2 separate regions of the Sus scrofa genome follow, and region 2 is linked to region 1. A link is a contact called in public HiChIP or PLAC-seq data. All regions are on one chromosome and are shown on one strand. Each heading gives the region's core, a stretch centred on a gene start, on an enhancer-like site or on the middle of the called end of the contact. The rest is flanking DNA. Distances are from core to core; before and after follow the strand shown. Region 1 has its middle 28 kb from the start of TNP1. Region 2 has its middle 300 kb from the start of TNP1.

Region 1 (4,639 bases), core at 863-3,362:
ATTGATCAGGTGCTGCTGCAAGAAATCTTAGACATGGTTAATGCAGGGAAGAACGGGATTCCTTTCTGCAGGAATTCTCAGGACCCTGGCTGTGCTCTTGGGCACTGAGCCTACCAGGAGGACATCACAGACTTCAGTCTTTGCCAAACTGGCATTATGGATGGAAGGGGAACAAAAAGGTACGTCCTCGGATGAAGAGCCATGGGTCTGATGCTCTGGGAAGCAGCTGTGGAACACTACCCTTCAAAGCCTGGGTTGTGGAGATCCAAGCAGGCAAAGTCAGAGGAGCCTGGCCAGGCACCTGCTTCTCTACACTGTCCAAACTTACTCCCCCCCCCCCACCCCGGCTCCCCTGCTCTGGGAAGACACTCCCACCTCTGTCTTTGTCATAGCAGGGCCAGCAGACCCCTGGACCATGGAGAAGCAGGCCTGGGTGGGCAAACAAATGGGCCCCTCAAGCCCTCGTTATTGGCTGAACTCCTGAGGAGCAGTTGGAGCTCACACTGAGTTTGCCTAATGACGTGCAAAATTAATTAGGCTTCATCAGGGGTTCCTAAACTGGGTTCCATGGAACCCCCGGGGTCCTCCAAGGTGGCTTAGAAGTCACTGAGAGAGCCACTGGAGAAGCTGAAGGGATGGGTTTCAGGTCCCTCCTTGTCTCAACCACAGACCACTCTGGGCCGTATTGAGATTCTGTACAAAAAAGACTCAGTGGATATGCAGAAACACACATTTACCACACACCCAGGGCTCTGGGGAATGCCTCTGACCAGACAGCCACCTCCTAAACTCATCTCCCACCATCCATCCTCTGCCTTTGCTGTGACTTTGACAGTTGAGCAGGTATCCTCCTCACACACTGGGTCCATCCACCTTTCAGGTCTGGAGCAGGGAGGCAGATGGAGGGGACGCTCAGACCCAGGAAGAAGAAACTGCACTCAGCAGCAGAGCTAGGACCTCGGACAAGCACTCTGTCAGCCTCCACAGGAACTCAAGGGCCCTGCCCTCCCCTGCTCCCAGCCACAACTCCCGCCCCCACCCAAGCTGCTGATCAGGATCTCACAGGAACCCCTCTTTGCTTTTGCTTTCTTCTTCTTTTTTTTTTTTTTTTTTTTTTTGGCCCTGCTTCCTGGTTTCCCTCACAGCAGATTTTGCCCACTTTTGAGCCAGCCCCAAATGAAAATCAATTTTCCTGGGATTAAAAATCCCTTTAGTTAAGCCATCATGCCACACAGGCTGAGCCTGGGAGGAACATCTGGGAGGCACATCTGGTCTATTGGCCGACCTCCCCGCAGATGAGGCTTTATGGGCATCAACTCCAGTTCCTGCCACAGTACCAGGAATGGGGCTCAGAGTCCCTGCTCCAGCCAAGGACTTATTCATCCAGGGGAAAGCCAATAAATGTCTCCAAGCCTGATTCCACCTCTACATAATGTGGGGACACCCTGCCCTATCAATTTACTTAACCTGGTATCATAATAATAAGCCCAGAAATGGCTTCAAATATGGTCCATATCCTTAATAAAGGCAGAGAATTAGCGGTCACTCAAAGTGTCAGTTATCCCACAATACTGTTGAGAGATACGCAGACACGTTGTTTTGTTGTGGGGCAGGCTGAGACAGTTTCACTGCAAATTGTCTTTCTCTCCCCCAGCCGCCACCCACCAGACAAACTGCCCTTGACATTGAGGATTTTGCCACTGTAATTTTTACAGAAGCCCTAGTCACCCCCTTATCTTTCCTTGGAATAAAGTTGCTGGTGGCTGATTAGGAAGGAGGGAGGGTCTAAGCCTCAAAGACTGGAGGAGAAATGGGGGGGGGCACAGGGTGGAGGGAGGAGGGCAGCCACGTGAGCTGCTCCATTTCTGGAGGTGGCACCACAAGCAGACCTCCCTGGAGCCAGCCAGTCGAGTCAGACTGATTAGGTCAATTCACTCTTTATCTGGGACCAGCAGATAAGGCTGCAGGCCCAGAGGGGTGACTATGGGATGTGCCCAGTGGGAAGGAGACCTGGGAACACTGTAGCTGCTGGGAAGGGTGAAGGAGAACAGAGAGAGTTCTCTTAAGAGCTCATTTTTGGTTCCAATGTGGGGCTCAAGGGGTTTCCAGTCAGGCTGGGGATGCTGGGCCTCAATCTTTGCCCCAGCTGAAGGCCATAGGCCAGTGGCTCTCCATTTCTGGGGAATATCAGCCACTTGGAGCCCCCCAACAACTCCCCCACAGAGTTCCTGATTGAGCCGGCCAGAGAGGGACTGAAAATGTGCCTACCAAGCTTCCAAGTGATATTGATGCTACTGGTCTGAGGACAACACTGAGAGAACCACTGCTATGGATCCAGCCCCAGCTTGGCCACAGTCCGTGGGCATCCCTCAGATTCATCTCCCTCACCATTCCTAGGAAACAACGATCCACCCAAGCAAGCCCCTAATGAGGGGGCCAGATGACCATCTCTCACCCCACAGTCAAACGTGGCCTAGACACAAAAGTGTTATCAATGAGCTGCAGCATCTCCCTGGGCCTCACTTTCCCCAACTGTGGAGTGAGGAGGTCGGACTATGCAGTGTTTAAGCAAGCCCCTTCCTGCACTAGAGCTCCTGAGTCCCTAAAAGGGAGAAGAATGTCCAGCTTCATCTGCATGTTTCCTGGGGCAACTCGGTTCTCTCCATTGACCTGGAATTATATTCAACGATGAGGACTTCATCTTCAACAGCCAGCTTCCACGCCACGAGCACTCATATTCAAACCCCTAGGTACACGTCTGAAGATGTCATCAATTGTCAGCTCTTCCCTCACTTTCCACCTCTCTTTGCCGTTCTCTTTGCCATCCTCCCTGAACTTCAGATCTGAGCAGAAGGTTGGTTCTGCTGATGAAGATGCTTGATTCATTTTTTTAAAATCTCAACTCACCACCTTTCACCCAAGGCCTCTCTTCCTTTTGGTGCCCTATCAGAATAGAATATTGTCCACCATCATCTGCCCCATAGGGTTGATGGATGCTGCCCTGGCCACTAAAGTAGCCACCTAGGCTATACAAAAAGCTATCTGCCACCCCAGTAATATTGCAACCTGAAGCTCAGAGGGGAAAACTGACAACCCAACTGCCCTCTGGTTTGCCAGTGAGATCTCCTGCTCTCATACCAAGGCCTTGCACAAACCCACGATTTCCCTGAGGAGCAATGGCCTTGCCATCAGACACCCCACACCCCATCCCTGTTCATGCTTTTAGATGACAGTCTCACCAGGAAAAGGACTCCTGGCTCCTCTCCATCAACCCATATTCTCCTCTCTCTCTCTAATGCTGCTCCCTGTGTTCCTCTTCCACAAAATCTGGAAGGGAACTTGGAGAATGTGGGTGATGGTCTGAGCTTCAGCTCCCACAGGGGAGAGATGGGCAGAGTCACCCTGGACCCCTGCCTGGACTGGAATCTGCGGCTCTGCAGGTCTCCACACAAAGGTGCTTGGTGGTAATCCCTCCTGTTCAGCAGTAATCCTGCAGACACATGTGCTTCCTCTCATTGGACTGTCACTAATAAATCGTGAAGCTGGCCCCAGCCATACTCTCCCAGTGCTGCGGGTGGGACAAGCTGGGATGCCTAGAGGAAGAGAGACTTGCTCAGAGCTGCACAGCTAGCTGATCCTTATTTTTATTTTGGTACATTTACATATTGTAGTAGGATTGCCACTGAAGCAATATTTATCACATTATTATTATAGTACAGTATCATTAACTATATTTTTATACTACGCATTAGATCTTCACCGCTTATTATTCCTACTACAGATTTGTACTCTTAAAATACCATCGGTCTTACTCCCCTACTCCCCATGCCCTGGTAACCTACCACTTTACTCTTTCTCACAGGCTTGACTGTTCTAGATTCTACACATAAGTGATAGCATCCAATACTTGTCTTTCTCTGTCTGACTTCTCTTGTGTACAGCTGATTCTCAGTGGAGTTCGGAGCAGTGCTCAGGCCTCCTGGACTTGGACTTCCCTTTTCCATCAGAGCAGGCTGGCCCTTACAACCTGACTCCCATCCAACAGCACCTCCTCAAGTGGGGACCCTCCCGTGGTCCACATGGGGGATAACGAATGAGTTCTTTGAGACCTCTGGCTGCAGAGGAAGAAACACTTTGTGGTTTTCAACTCATGCACATGGGGCCTGAGACAGTAGTCACTGACCGTAACTCTATCCCAGGCACTTGAGCTCATCCCCACATGAGCTCAAGAGCACGAATCCCAGCTTATCACTCCCCCTCCTCCCCTTTGGTAAATATACATTTGTTTTCTATGCCTGTGAGTCTGTTTCTATTTTGTAAATAAGTTCATGTTTTCTATTTTTTGGATCCCACATATAAATGATATCATATAATTTGTCTTTATCAGACCCACTTCACATAGTATGATAATCTCTAGGTCCATCCATGTTGCAGCAAATGGCATTATTCAATTCTTTTTTATGCAGGAGTAGTATCCCCCACTCTGTGTGTGTGTGTGTGTGTGTGTGTGTGTGTGTGTGTGCGCACACCACATTTTCTGCATTTATTCATCTGTTCATGGGCACTTAGGTTGATTCCATGTCTTAACTTTGCTGTACACCTGAAACACAGTATTGTAAATCAACTGTACTTCAATAAA
Region 2 (4,639 bases), core at 1,567-4,066, 270 kb before region 1:
GATAGGGGCCTATTTTCTGGTATCCTGATGGATGTTACCATCATTTCTGCAGTAGCCCTGCCATGTTTCCTGGCTCAACTCAAACACAACCGTTCTCAGAAGCTCCCTAACTTCCAACCTACAGCTCCGTATAAAAATGGTCCTAGCTTCTTGAAGGACATTCTTTCCTTCTTTCAAACCTGAACCGTTCTAAATTTGGACATCTTTGCATGGCTGTCCTTAATGTCAGATGCAATGACCTAATGGAAAAATATCTTCTTCCTTCATCGATCAAGGAGCCGAGCCCACAGCTGTTCCACTTCTGCTCCACACTCATTAGGTCAACAAACTAACAACATCGGGAAGGTCTCTCCAGGTGTGTTCATCATTACCTGGCGCTTGTTGTAACAAACTGTTTTCTATGTCACAACCACACACTAACCCCCACTTCTTTTTCTAAAATATGTTAATTTATTGGGAGACCCTAATAGAATTAAATAATCTTTCATGGCCTTGAACTCATTATTTGTGGTAGAAACTCCCTCACACCAGCTTAAGCATAAAAGGCCATTTACTATATATGCACTCGGGTGTCTCATCAAAACCCCCAAAGAGGAACATGGTTGGACATTAGAAACAATTGAAAGTAAGGACTTTAATACACAGGCTTGTCTTCCTGTCTTAACTTTTGTTTTTCTCTAAATATCTGCTTCTTTCCTCTCTCAATGGACAATTTTTGCTTTTCTTCTAGCCAAAGGATAAATAAATAATAATACACATACACACATACTCACACGATTGCCAGCCAACAACCTCTGAGCTTTATGTGTGGTAGAGAGAAATTGACTGCTCAGTTCCAGTTCCAATAGGCTATGTTCAGGTGGCCAGCTCTAAGCCAAGCATCCTGGCATAGAGGCCAAGTTTGGTCACATCCATATGATACTTTCATGGTAACACTTTGATTAGCAAATCATCTGGAGAGGTGAGGAATAGAATGAGTGGAAGGGCTCATTCTCCAGAGGTGTGTGAGCAGACAGAAATGTAAGTGTCCAGGATATACCTGCACCCTATAATTGCATTAGTTCTCCTCACTGTTAAGACTTGGCATAGATCCAGGATTTTTGAGATTAGGAAAAGGCTTTCATGGCAACTCCCCCTGCTGCTAAGATTCATACTGTTTTCTTTTTTTTTTTTTAATGTATGCAATTTTATTTGTCAATTATTCCTCAAAAAAGTTGGGACAGTATATGCAAGCTCTATGATGAAAAATGTAAACTAAATCTTATTTGAAACATGTGGAAAATATACCCCTTCCTTAGTCTGAATTAACTTCACTCAGTGACTTTCTTCAAGATAGCTAGAGTCCTCCACAATAAGGGAAGAGTGAATTTTAATTTGGAGAAAGCAGGGATAGATTATTTTATTTTATTTTATTTTTATTTTTTCCCACTATACAGCATGGGGATCAAGTTACTCTTACATGTATACATTTTTTTCCCCACCCTTTGTTCTGTTGCAATATGAGTATCTAGACATAGTTCTCAATGCTACTCAGTAGGATCTCCTTGTGTTTTGTTTGTTTGTTTTGTATTTTTTGCCATTTCTTGGGCCGCTCCTATGGTATATGGAGGTTCCCAGGCTAGGGGTCAAATTGGAGCTGTAGCTGCCAGCCTACGCCAGAGCCACAGCAATTCAGGATCCCAGCCGCGTCTGCAAACTACACCACAGCTCGCAGCAATGCCGGATCCTTAACCCACTGAGCAAGGCCAGGGATCGAACCTGCAACCTCATGGTTCCTAGTCAGATTCGTTAACCACTGAGCCATGACAGGAACTCCAGGGTCTCCTTGTAAATCTATTCTAAGTTGTATCTGATAACCCCAAGCTCCCGATCCCTCCCTCTCCCGTCGGGCAGCCACAAGTCTATTCTCCAAGTCCATGATTTTCTTTCCTGCGGGGATGTTCATTTGTGCTGTATATTAGATTCCAATTATAAGTGATATCATATGGTATTTGTCTTTGTCTTTCTGACTCATTTCACTCAGTATGAGAGTCTCTAGTTCCATCCATGTTGCCGCAAATGGCATTAATTTTCATACTGTTTTCTTTCTGTGCAACAGCCGTACCCTCAGACATACCATTTGTCCTGAGAGTGAGGAGACTTTCAGGTCTGACTCTACAACTGAATTGCTAAGTGAAATTTCTGAGACTCTGTTTCCTCATATGTAAAATAAGGGCTTCCAGTGCTCCAAGGCCCCTTCCAGCTCTGGAATCCTATGATCTGAATACAATGATATATTCAGTAGAGTTGACACTCTCTGAGGGTGAAATCCATGTACTGACCTCCTGTGTATCATTCATGGTATCTACTCTACTAGAGAGTGGAGTTCACAATAAGCTCAGTAATTACGTGTTTATGGATGACAGTGCAGTATTTTGGTGTAAATATTGTGGAATATATATCTCAGGACATTGAGGAATCCCCACACACAAAAAAAATCTGCTTTTAAGCATTTCCCAGTGCCCATGGTGCCAGAAGATGAAAAAGATATGCTTAGACTCTCAGCAAATTTTTGCAGTGCATTTATTTCTGAGTTGAAAATAAGTTAAACACTTTAAAAATTTCCAAAGGAAATGGCTTCCTGAAAGTAATTGGACAAATTTTTTCACACAAAAGAAATAGATACAAAAAGAAAAATAGAAAACAAAACAAAAAACAAACAAGCAAACAAAAACACTGGCGAAACCTTGAAATCTTATCACACCTTGGTACCCAGGCTTTGGAAGCACTTCCTCCCTTTTGGCTGTGGTTCACACCTCAGTCACAGGACTGAAATACCTTGTGACCTCACTCCAAAGGCAGGCTGAGGACACAAGGATCTCAGCTGCTGCACAGTTGGCCTGAGGGCTAGGGTGGGAACCCTGGGCCCTTTCTATGCTCTGAGAGATGGAGGGAGAGTCACTCTGGGGCCATCACAGAGTCCAAGAATTGTCAGGAGTGGCGGTTGGTGAGAAAAGCAGCTGTTGAAAGTGGAAGCTGTTGAAAGTGGAAGAGATTAATCACAGTATATACAATTCACAAGATCTGTGCAGCACTGCCCCCCTTTGTCTAAACCACCCCTTGTGCTGATTCTAAGCTGGACAAAGGGCTAGGACTCAGGGCCCGAAATCATCCAAAGAGAGACCTCCAACATTCCAGCAGGATATATTTCTGCACTTGATACTCTTTTTACCACAAGATCATTTTACCATCTAATCTAATCTAATCCTTTCTTATTGCATTTATTCTATCATGGTCACACCTTCTGGGCAGAAATAAGTTGGAGAAATATTTGGCAGGGTAAATTCTCATAAGTGCATCACTGTTTCACACTTGACACAGTACTCCATATTCAGCTTAATGTCCTACCGTTCCCTAAAAATATACCTATATCTCTAGCACCCTCTGAGAGTTAATTCTTTCTATTATCCACTTTGGGAAATTGGGGACCAAGGCGGAAAGCCCTAGGCTGAGTGAAGAAAGTCTGTAAGTTAGAAGGACTCGTTCTGTTGGTCAAAAGCAGAGAGCCCTTCTTCTACAAATGAGTCCTCTGGATTGAAATATGGCATGTAGTTGAAGGAAAGATTACACAGGGCTAACACCAGTTCAAGACTCTTATACTCATACATCCACAAGGGAATACTAAAAAACGGGTTACCTCCACTTCCCTCCTCCTCACTTCCTACAAACCAAGGCTGACTTGAGTCTCAGAAAAACACACTGACATTAGAGTTCCCTTGTAGCACAGCACATTAAGGATCTGGCATTTTCACTGTGGTGGCTCTGGTTGCTGCTGTGGTGCAGGTTCAATCCCTGGCCCAGAAACTTTCACATGCCAGAGGTGTGGCAAATAAACAAACAAACAAAAAACACTGACATTGATATATATATGACTGACCCAGATGAACAAGTACCATGAAAGGCAAGGCTAGGACTGTGGCCCATTCAATGATGTGACAGGTAAGTCTGTGGATATTTTTTAAATCTCCCAGTTCTACAGAACTAGGATACTTAATTGATTGCATTGATGTCTCCAGTTTTTCATCATGACCATTGTGTGTAAGATGTTATAACCTATTCCTTCTCTCTGGGCTTAGCCATGTGACTTGCTTTGGTCAATGGGAGTTAGCAAGCAGAGCCTTGCAAACACTTGTAAACTTGGATTTGCTTCCTTGACATTCTTGTTCCTTGGCTAAACTGTTGGAGGAATGTGAGAGACACATGGGTGAGGCTAAGTTTTCCCATCCAAGTCCATCCTAATGTGATCTGAAGCTGGTAACAACTCCATGAATCTGAAGAAACTTGGCTTAAGCTGGCTCAGGTCAGCAGAACCGCCCAGCCAATCCATAGACTTGGAATACATGGTTAATCTTTATGGATTCAAGCAACTGGGTTTTGTCACACAATAGCTGACTGATAATGATGAGATGAAATTGAAGAGGAATGTTGGGAGAGTAAGCACAAAGGCTAGCAAGACAGCTTGCCTTAGAGTCTCTGTAACAGAAGGAAATATGACACTGTGGTACAAGAGAAAACATTTTCTCCTTTTGCTTCCTTTCTGCTCATCCACCCTCACCCAATCCTATACAGCATATTTCCTGAAACAAATCTTTATATGATT

Evidence for each region. HiChIP or PLAC-seq counts read pairs in DNA pulled down with a chosen protein or histone mark.
Region 2: a contact with region 1 is called in an H3K27ac HiChIP or PLAC-seq map of skeletal muscle. The contact joins two enhancer-like sites. A contact is called at or near these places in 2 of 47 Hi-C or Micro-C datasets (fetal heart ventricle and skeletal muscle) and 1 of 2 datasets of contacts at active chromatin or transcription factors (skeletal muscle).

What each region holds. Positions count from the first base shown.
Region 1 is chr15:119,063,339-119,067,977 of Sscrofa11.1, reverse strand. No RefSeq gene overlaps it. Among named protein-coding and RNA genes, the nearest start is that of TNP1, 28 kb to the right of the region's middle. Within about 2 kb of position 2,112, at least 1 of the 83 cell types and tissues checked has an H3K27ac peak or open chromatin away from gene starts, as enhancers often do.
Region 2 is chr15:119,331,913-119,336,551 of Sscrofa11.1, reverse strand. No RefSeq gene overlaps it. Among named protein-coding and RNA genes, the nearest start is that of TNP1, 300 kb to the right of the region's middle. Within about 2 kb of position 2,816, at least 3 of the 83 cell types and tissues checked have an H3K27ac peak or open chromatin away from gene starts, as enhancers often do.